Regions from separate parts of the Sus scrofa genome. Here region 2 is linked to region 1. A link is a contact called in public HiChIP or PLAC-seq data. All regions are on one chromosome and are shown on one strand. Each heading gives the region's core, a stretch centred on a gene start, on an enhancer-like site or on the middle of the called end of the contact. The rest is flanking DNA. Distances are from core to core; before and after follow the strand shown. Region 1 holds the start of IVNS1ABP (influenza virus NS1A binding protein). Region 2 overlaps LOC102159064 (a long non-coding RNA gene).

Region 1 (4,192 bases), core at 758-3,257:
ATTTGCAAAACACATTCAGTTGCTACCTCAAATATCCTTCAAGCAAGAAAAATAAAGCCCCACTCCAAAGTAAGTAGCCAAAAAGACACTAATGTGAAACTATAACCAAAACCTGGAATGCATTATTTGGGGGGAAAGTTAGAAAAACAGAACTATGAATTAAGATTAAGAAATCAACATCTATTCATTAATTACAGAGAGTTCATCTATGAGGAGAATATGGAGGAAAACCATTCTGCCTCTCTTTTAGGTCAGTGACACTAGTCCAGTTTTACCTTTCACTACCAAATTAAAGACACTTGACAAGTAGCCTGCCAGCTGGTGTTATATTCTTCTTAAGCCAATTCTAAATAGTCAGTGTATGTCTCATCTTCAGATATACAAATAACTTGCTTCTTCAGCATCTTTCAGACAAAAGTTTCAGCATGATTATGCCTAAAACTATTCATCAGTATTCTGTTATCCTTAAACCAACCACCAGTGCTAAAATTATTAAAAGACAACATGCTACTCCATGCTGTATTTGTTGAATTGTTTAGAGTAGTACTATGCCTAGAAGTTATTTACTCCAACGCAGGAGATCACCACACACACACACACACACACACACACACACACACACACACCCCCATCATCCTCAAAAGAACAGCTAGCTTGATGCCTGGGTGTCTAATCCTCCATCACTGACAAAAGACAGTAGAAAACAAAAATGAACCCTGCAGGCATCTGATTCATACTTACTAGTTTTTGAAACGTCAGCGGTTTCAAACAATAGATCTGTCTACGTTGACTTGAAGAAGTCAATTTATTTCTAAAGTATTTATGGTTCAAGTTTCCCTCTGTTAAACCCTCAATCTGATACAGCCTAATGCCTTCCTACCATCAAGAGCTTACAACCCGAGTCGCTTTGCAAGATGTGCAGAAAGACAGAAAAAGAGCAAACCTCTCTGACGATTTCGTTTGCAAAAAGTGGCGAGTCCCCCAGAGTGACTGTCTGGAGAGCCCTGCAGCCCCGGGCCTTCATCCCCGCGGGGCCCGGCCCGAGCCCACTACCGAAGGCTGCGAGGCGAGGCGCCCAGCGTCTGCACACCCCCGCCCGGGATTGGCCGGCCCCGCAGTCATTCAGCGCCGACACGTCAGGGGCAGCCGCTCCCTCCATCCTCCCGCCCCCTTCTCCCCGCGCTTGGCAAGAAGAGCGGGCAACGTGGAGCGGGAACAAAGGACCCCGCGGCCCACGGCGATTAGGGGTGCCACCCTACCCCAGGCCCGGGGCACCGATGGGGGTCCCTAGGCCAGCTCCCTGCCCGTACGCGCCGGGTCCTGGGAGGGCTCCGGAATAGAGTCCAGCCCTCGGGCAGACTCCTACACTGGGCGTCAGTCAGTTCATGACAGTAGAACGGAGATTCCCAAGCCCACCTTCCGGGTGGTCACCCCTGGCCAGCGGCGGCTAATCCCAGGTTTCCGCGGTCCCCACGAGCAAAAGCTTCTCTTTCCTCCCGCCCGACTCCCCGGCCACAGCGCTCTCCGGGGCGGCCCACACCCCGCCCTCGCCCGCCAGCGCGACCCAGCAACCACCGCAGCGCCGACTCCTCGCCCCTCGAGAGGGGGGCGGCGGCGGCTGGGGGCATCCTCCCCGGGACCCGGACACCGCGCCGCGCTACCTCCGGCTCCGAGCCCGGTCCCGCCCTCCTCCCCCGCCGTCGGCGGGAGCAGCGCGCATTACCTGGTTCATCTCTGAAGAGATGGAAAAACTCATCTCTGGAGCTTCAACGGGGAGCAGGAGGAAGCGAGCGGGACTCGGCCCAACGGAAAGCGCCTCGAGGCCGCGGCGGGGGGAGCGATCGAGCGGGGGAGACGGGCCACAGTCCGCGAAGGCTGCGAGGAGGGCGAGAGACGCCGGGGACTCGCGGGGACTCGCTCGCTCGCCGGCACAGCAGCGGAGAAGCCGCAGGGAGAGACACTGCGCCCAGCAGCTCGCAGCGACCGTCCTCCACGCGCGCCCGGGACACACTGCCGCCGCCACCCGCTCGCGCCGCACCCCCTCGCACGTCACCACGTGCGCCGCCGCAGCCGCCGCCGCCGCCGCCGCCAGCGCCTCCCGGGTGCTTCCGGTCCGAAGGCGTCGGCGAATGAGCGGCGAGCCCAGCCTTACTGCGCTCGGGGCCCCGCCCCTCTGGCCCCGCCCCCCTCTGGCCCCGCCCCGCCCCCGCCCTTCTCCCGCACCCGGCTCGGTTCCGTCCTGCGCGGTTCAACTAGGTCAGCGCAAGGTGATCCCTGGAAAGGGGGTGCTCCGAGCGCGCCGCTGGTCGCGTTCTCCCTCCTTCCGTCGCCCCGCACCCCCGCTTTGCCCTTTCGGACCGTCTGAGAACTGGTTCCCTCCGGCCACCCTCACCTGTTCTGCCATCCCCTGGAGGCACAATAGCCTGAGAGATTAGATGTGAGAGATTAGATTTCTCCGCGTTAAATATACATCTGGGCAACCGCCCTAGACTGGAGCTGGCCGCAGTGGACCTAAGAGTCTGTGGCTGCCCGTCGCCCTTATCTCTGGAGGAGGGTGATGGTGTGCGGGGGGGAGGCGTGGTGACTGAGGAGGAACAGAGGCGCGTTGACAGAAGGTTGAGAGGCTTCAGTAACTCAGAGAAAACAGCTAGAGAGGTCGGAGAAGGCATGTTTATGTCACTGTTGCTGTGAAAACCTGTTTACTTCTGCTTTTCGTCCCTGGGATTTGTTTTGTCTGGGTGCAGTTTTCCTCTCAGAGACTGAGTCAGTCCTCTGCTGGATCTGCCCTCTTGGAAAAAAAGAAAATCACATTGAGAACAGATAGCAACCCTCATTACCCACCACCACCACCACCACCACCACCCCTCACCCGGAAAGGCAGACCTTTAACGGGACGCGTGATATGTACCAGGCTCTGACAGCAACTTCAGACCGCTCTGAAGGGCACACTGGAAGGTTTTCTAGATTGAAGGTGAAGGGATTTAGTGAAGTAAATTTGTTTAGATTTTGGCAGAGGCTTCTAAGCTAATGTCCTGTTAGCACATCTTGATTTGATAAGGGCACTTACACCTGCCGGGTCTAATCTTGTTTGCATTGGATCCCTCTGCTTAATTAGTAGGAGCTCTTGTCATTGCTTCCTACCATTCTTTAGAAATGATAAGGAACGTGTGCTTACGGGAGCAGGAAAAATGTTGGGGCCCTTTACCTGCCTGAAGCTCTACAACTTTTTATTGTAAAATATTGAGACAAGGAGATTTGTGTTTGGTTTTGCTTCCAGTTCCATCGAGAGAGGCAACAGGATTTACCATGTCTACTGTTATGATCTTATATCTTCCTTAAGGAGAAAAAGACTGACATTTGCCATTGAACTCTTGTTTTTGTCTTCTGATAACTGATAGCAGTGTTTACTTTTATTGCAAATGGAACTATTAGAGTGCATACCTTTTAAGTTCTTTTAATAACATGGGCGTCATCCTTCCAGAGAGAAAGTATGAACTGCCCACTTCAGGTAGGCACATGACTTTGTGGCCTGCTGGACACGTGGTCCCACGTGCTGTACTCTAAATAGTACCTTTGTGACCTGACACAGTCAACACTTTCTTAAAGCTACAGCGTGATCAGTCAAGACATTTTTCCCTTGTATGGAATTTCACATTTGCATATTACTTTTTCTATAAGTAAGGACATAATACATTCTATTTGTCTTGCAGGTAACTCCAGATTTAAATCCATCTATTCAATTACTATATAATCCAGATGAAAATTTGACAATGGAACATCCTGGGCAATTTCAACCTGGTAAAGTAACAAAGTATAATACTTCACTCAGTATTTTAATTAGACAAGCTGTATTTGGACAATGCTTAATAAAAATAAAAACTATCAATTCCTTTTCTACGTTAGGCACTGAGAAAGATGTATTAGGAATTGGTGCCAACCTTTAGTCTTTGCATTTTCCTTTCTGATCCTCCTTCAGATATTGTCCCAGTCCTAAACTCTGGCTTGTATTTTACTCTTTATGTATTCATGTTTAGGGCTGCTGTAACAAAGTATCACAAACTGAGTGGCTTAAACAATAGGAATTTCTTGTCTCACAATTTGTACTTCTAAAATATAAGGTCAAGGGAGTCTGTAAGGCCCTGACTCCACCGCACCCTCCCCCACCTCCACTTCCCCCCCCCCCACCCAATTC
Region 2 (4,192 bases), core at 476-2,975, 310 kb after region 1:
CTTCACAGGGCTGGCAAAGTACTGTGAGATAGATGAGAGATGGTGAGCACTGGAGCAGCATCCCTGGCAGAGGCAGCCTTCAACCACGGGCTCCTTTAGAGCCTGAAAGGGGGGCAGTGACCCTGCAGGCTGAGATACAGCCTGAACTAAGACCCAGGGATCCACAGTCACGTTTTATGGGCCTGCCAAGAACAGGGATTTCTGCTCCAAGGTAAAGGAGAAGCAAATTTGCCCAATGAGGCATTGGAGTGGCTAAAACAGGATCACAAACCAACTGGTCATTTCTTTCCTTTTTTTTTTTTTTTTTTTTTGGCTGTGCCCACAGCAGCTATCCATTCCTGGAACACAAAATTATTTATCATGCCCAAATGTCAATTTTCTTGCATTGCTGAATATACTTCCTGCACCTTTCCATTCTCTCTCATGAATAATCATACAGCACTGACATCTTTTATATCCAAGTTTGCAGCTCAGTAGACCAAGAAAGTTGTACAAAGAACAATGAGCTAAATACGGAAATAGCATTGATCCTATCTTTATCTACCTCGTCATCTACTTGGGTCTCAGACACATTATCATCATGATCATTTTATTTCTCTTATATTTCCTTTTTGCTGCTCTTCTTTAAGTTCTTTACGTTTCAAGCACTGTGGTAAGTGCTTTACAAACTGTAAGACAAAAAGGGATTTCCGTATAGCGTCCCTTCCCTCTTCTTCCAGAAATCTGTTTTTCTGTTTGAAGGCCAGCCCTCCCTCTTTTTAACCCCTTGCATCCACACCACTGCCTGTAGGCTTTGCAGTTGGTAGTGTCATGGCCTGGATGGGTCCACGGGGACTGGTCACAGGTGGGCATGTCCCCCCAGGTGGACGGAGCCATGACCTGAGTCTCCCCAGGCCAAGACTTTTGCTAGAGTTTTTGGAGAAGAGCAGCTCTCCTTCCAGTGAGGTCACTAGATGTAACAGCCATTTAAACCTGGAGCTGACCAGGAGCCCCTGCTCCCTGCTCTCATTCCCTGACCTACCTGAGAATGAAGTCAGCACACAGGAAGGCGGTCCCAAGAGCTGGAGAGGTAGCAAGAGCATTCTCAAGTCATGAAATTCTGAAACCAGCCTTTTCTGAAGGGAGCATTCTGCTGGGCCTTTCTATTATGTGGCCCAAGAGATTCCCATTTGTCCTTATTAAACTCATTGTATTCGGGCTTTTGTTCTTGGCCATTGGAAAGGGCACAGATCTTACAGGGGTTTTTTTAAATTTTTTTACTAAAAAATCTCCTGTTCTTAAACACCAGTGTCTCCAAGGAAATGTACTGGTGACATAATATGAGTAAATTTAATACAGAATCGTTCTCCACTTGCCCCCAAATTTGGGGAGCTTCTCTTTAAAGAAAAATAGGTTAGCATGGCAGCTTAGCTGAATCCACAGGAAAGCAAGCCCCAGATTTTCTTGTGGACAGGCCTGTAATAGAAGAGGAACAGCTGTGAGGGGGTAGGGGGCTGGAGAGCTGTGAGGGGTACTCTGCACTCCTGCTAGAATTCTCCCAGCCCTCACAGGGGTGAAGATGGGCTTGCGGCTCTCTTCGCAGCCCAAGCCACAGCCACCGAAGGACCCTGGCTCTTCTCATTTGAAACTGGTAAGCCAGCTCTTTTCACCACCAGATGAGAAGGCTTCTTCTGGTACAAAAAGTTTTGCTTAATTACAGGGAGGCTTGAAATTGATGAAATGGCCCCCTCCGGTGGTTAGAACAGCTGCTGTCCTCTCCTTCTTCAAGAAGCTTCCTGCAGGTAAGAAACCTAAGATGAACCTTAGCGAATTCATTTGTCCAGTCCACCGTCCCCTCATATTTACCCTGTTGGTAAAAACTGCACAAACTAGCCTGCAGTGACAACACTACAACTTAGCATCGTTCAAGAAATCTCAGTTTGAATGACTCCTAAATGTTGGGATGGAGTTCCCTATGTTCTGGGAGTGTTAATATCACCCTCCTTTACAAAGGAGGCTCATGACATAAGTTTTGCAAGAGTCTATATTAAATAAAACCCAACAACCCTAACATGGTAGATTAATTTATCTATGTTTAGTCTCTTTCCTGGAGAAGGGCAAGATTAAAATGGAAGTTCTATAGCAGAAGATCCAAAAAAAAAAAAAAAAAAATGCAGGCTGCTTGAAGTTCCTGAACATTTGGCCTAAATACTTCCTGGCTTGTTTTGAAATCAGCTGATGCAAATGACAAGTTATAAATAATCAGAGAAGCAGAGTGCCCTGCCCTGGAGAGAGATGACCTTCGTGTACCCTGAACATCTGTTCCAGTGTTCTCTAGTGGATGCCACCTGAAATCAGAACAGAACTTACTATGAATGTCAAGAATGATTCCCTTCTTTCTTTCTCAAATTCCATGGGACTTAAAGTGATTCCACAGTGATTGAATGAACCTTTCAAATAATTTCAGAAATATTTTACCTTTTCATTTTGCTGTCAGAGTGTCAGGCTTAATGCCTATAAAATTACTTATTTAGTGTGAAAAATAACTTTGTAGTTGTCACTACAGTGTTGAGTTCTTGATGTTTAAATCCCTTTCTAGTTCCAAAATTTTGATTGACATATACTGTTAATGGGAAAGATACAACTCATACCAAATAGATACCGTGAATCTTCTCTTTTTGAATGTTCCTCTGCTTTTGAGATGCCCAATTCCCCTTGTATTCCTGTCCCCTCTTTTTCTGCTGACCCTTCATCTTCAACAAATGCCTTAGGAAACACTCTTAATCCCAGTGTCCTGCCTGTCCTTGGTTCTCTTCTACTTTTTTTTTTTTTTTTTTTTTTTTTGCCTCACTCATGGCATGTGGAAATTTCTGGGCTAGGGATTGAACCCACACCACAGCAGTGACATGAACCACTGCGGTGACAATGCTGGATCCTAAACCTGTTGTGCCACAAGGGAACTCCTATTTTTTTTTTTAAAATACATACCCTCTCTGTGCAATTTCATCCAACTTTTTGACTCTACTTAACTACCCATTCATTATAGTTTCCTAAACTAATATTGCTATTAAATCTCTAGAACTGAGACCTGACCTCTAGACTTATACATAACACTGACTGCCAAACATCTATCTGAATGTCCCATAGGGATTCAAATTTGATAGACATAGTAATTTAATATGGTAAAACAGAACTTACTCTGTTTCCTCCCAGAACCTAGTTTGAGTTCATTTCATGGCATCAAAAATCCTTTTTCTGGGAATCATACCAGAATCATTCTTTCTCCTTCTCTTTCCTTAACTAATCAGTTGCCTTATACTAGATTATCTTTGATGTTTTTGGTATTTGTCTTCTTACTACCCCACTAATGTTGTGTCATTTATGCATTTTCATCTCTTACCTGAACTACTTCAAGAGATTCTCCTTTCAACTCAACCTACACATTACAAGAGTTACTTTTCCAAAATGCAAGCTAGGTCATGTTTCTCTCCTTTGAACACCCTGCAGGAGTTTTCATTTCATAAGCAAACTTTTAAATTCCTCGGTGTAACAGGCAAGATCCTCCACATCTGGCTTATAACTGCCTCTCTGTATCGATACTCTGTTGCTACAACAGTGCTCTATAACAAACAACCACAGAATCTCAGAGATGTACTTAGGAACCACTTATTGCTGTTTTGTCTGGGTTGGTCAGCTAGGTGGCTCTCTTGATCACGGCTGACTTGCTCTTGTGTCTAGGGGTTGGCTGGCCTAGGGTAGACTTAGCTGGAATCACGGGGACAGCGTGGCTGGGACTATGTGTCCCTTGTCCTCCAGCAGGCTAGCCTGGGTATGGTTTATGGGGATGACAGAGGTGTGAAAGAAAGCATAATCAGAAATAAACTAAGTTTTTTGAGGCCTAGGCTCAGAATTGGCGCACTGTCATGTCTACTTAATTTTATTGGCCAATGGAGGTCATAAGACTTGTCAAGATTCAGATTCAGGAAACAGATTCTGTCTGTTTAATGAGAGGAACTGCCAAGTCAGAGGGCAATGGGCTTGAATATAGGGTGGGGGAGGGTGAAGAGGGGAGAACTGGAGCCTTCGTTTTACTCTCCATTAGCTCTTCATTTGTCTAAACTTCTATCCTGACTATTCTGTCAGAATGGATGGCAGTCTCCTAATTACATTCAGCTCTTTGCACTTCTGTTTTGTGTAGCTTATACATCTATTT

The links. HiChIP or PLAC-seq counts read pairs in DNA pulled down with a chosen protein or histone mark.
Region 2: an H3K27ac HiChIP or PLAC-seq map of skeletal muscle shows a contact between it and region 1, with 6 times the contacts expected there. The contact joins the enhancer-like site here to the promoter of IVNS1ABP in region 1. A contact is called at or near these places in 1 of 5 promoter capture datasets (liver), 3 of 47 Hi-C or Micro-C datasets (alveolar macrophages, embryonic fibroblasts and mesenchymal stem cells) and 1 of 2 datasets of contacts at active chromatin or transcription factors (skeletal muscle).

What each region holds. Positions count from the first base shown.
Region 1 is chr9:126,477,576-126,481,767 of Sscrofa11.1, forward strand. It overlaps IVNS1ABP (influenza virus NS1A binding protein), which reads right to left and starts at 2,008. Exons shown (of 15, transcript NM_001161649.1): 1 at 1,724-2,008.
Region 2 is chr9:126,786,911-126,791,102 of Sscrofa11.1, forward strand. It overlaps LOC102159064 (a long non-coding RNA gene), which reads left to right. Exons shown (of 2, transcript XR_305715.3): 2 at 1-2,151. Among named protein-coding and RNA genes, the nearest start is that of HMCN1, 61 kb to the right of the region's middle. Within about 2 kb of position 1,726, at least 8 of the 83 cell types and tissues checked have an H3K27ac peak or open chromatin away from gene starts, as enhancers often do. A contact at or near this core is called in liver and skeletal muscle, where this site is marked.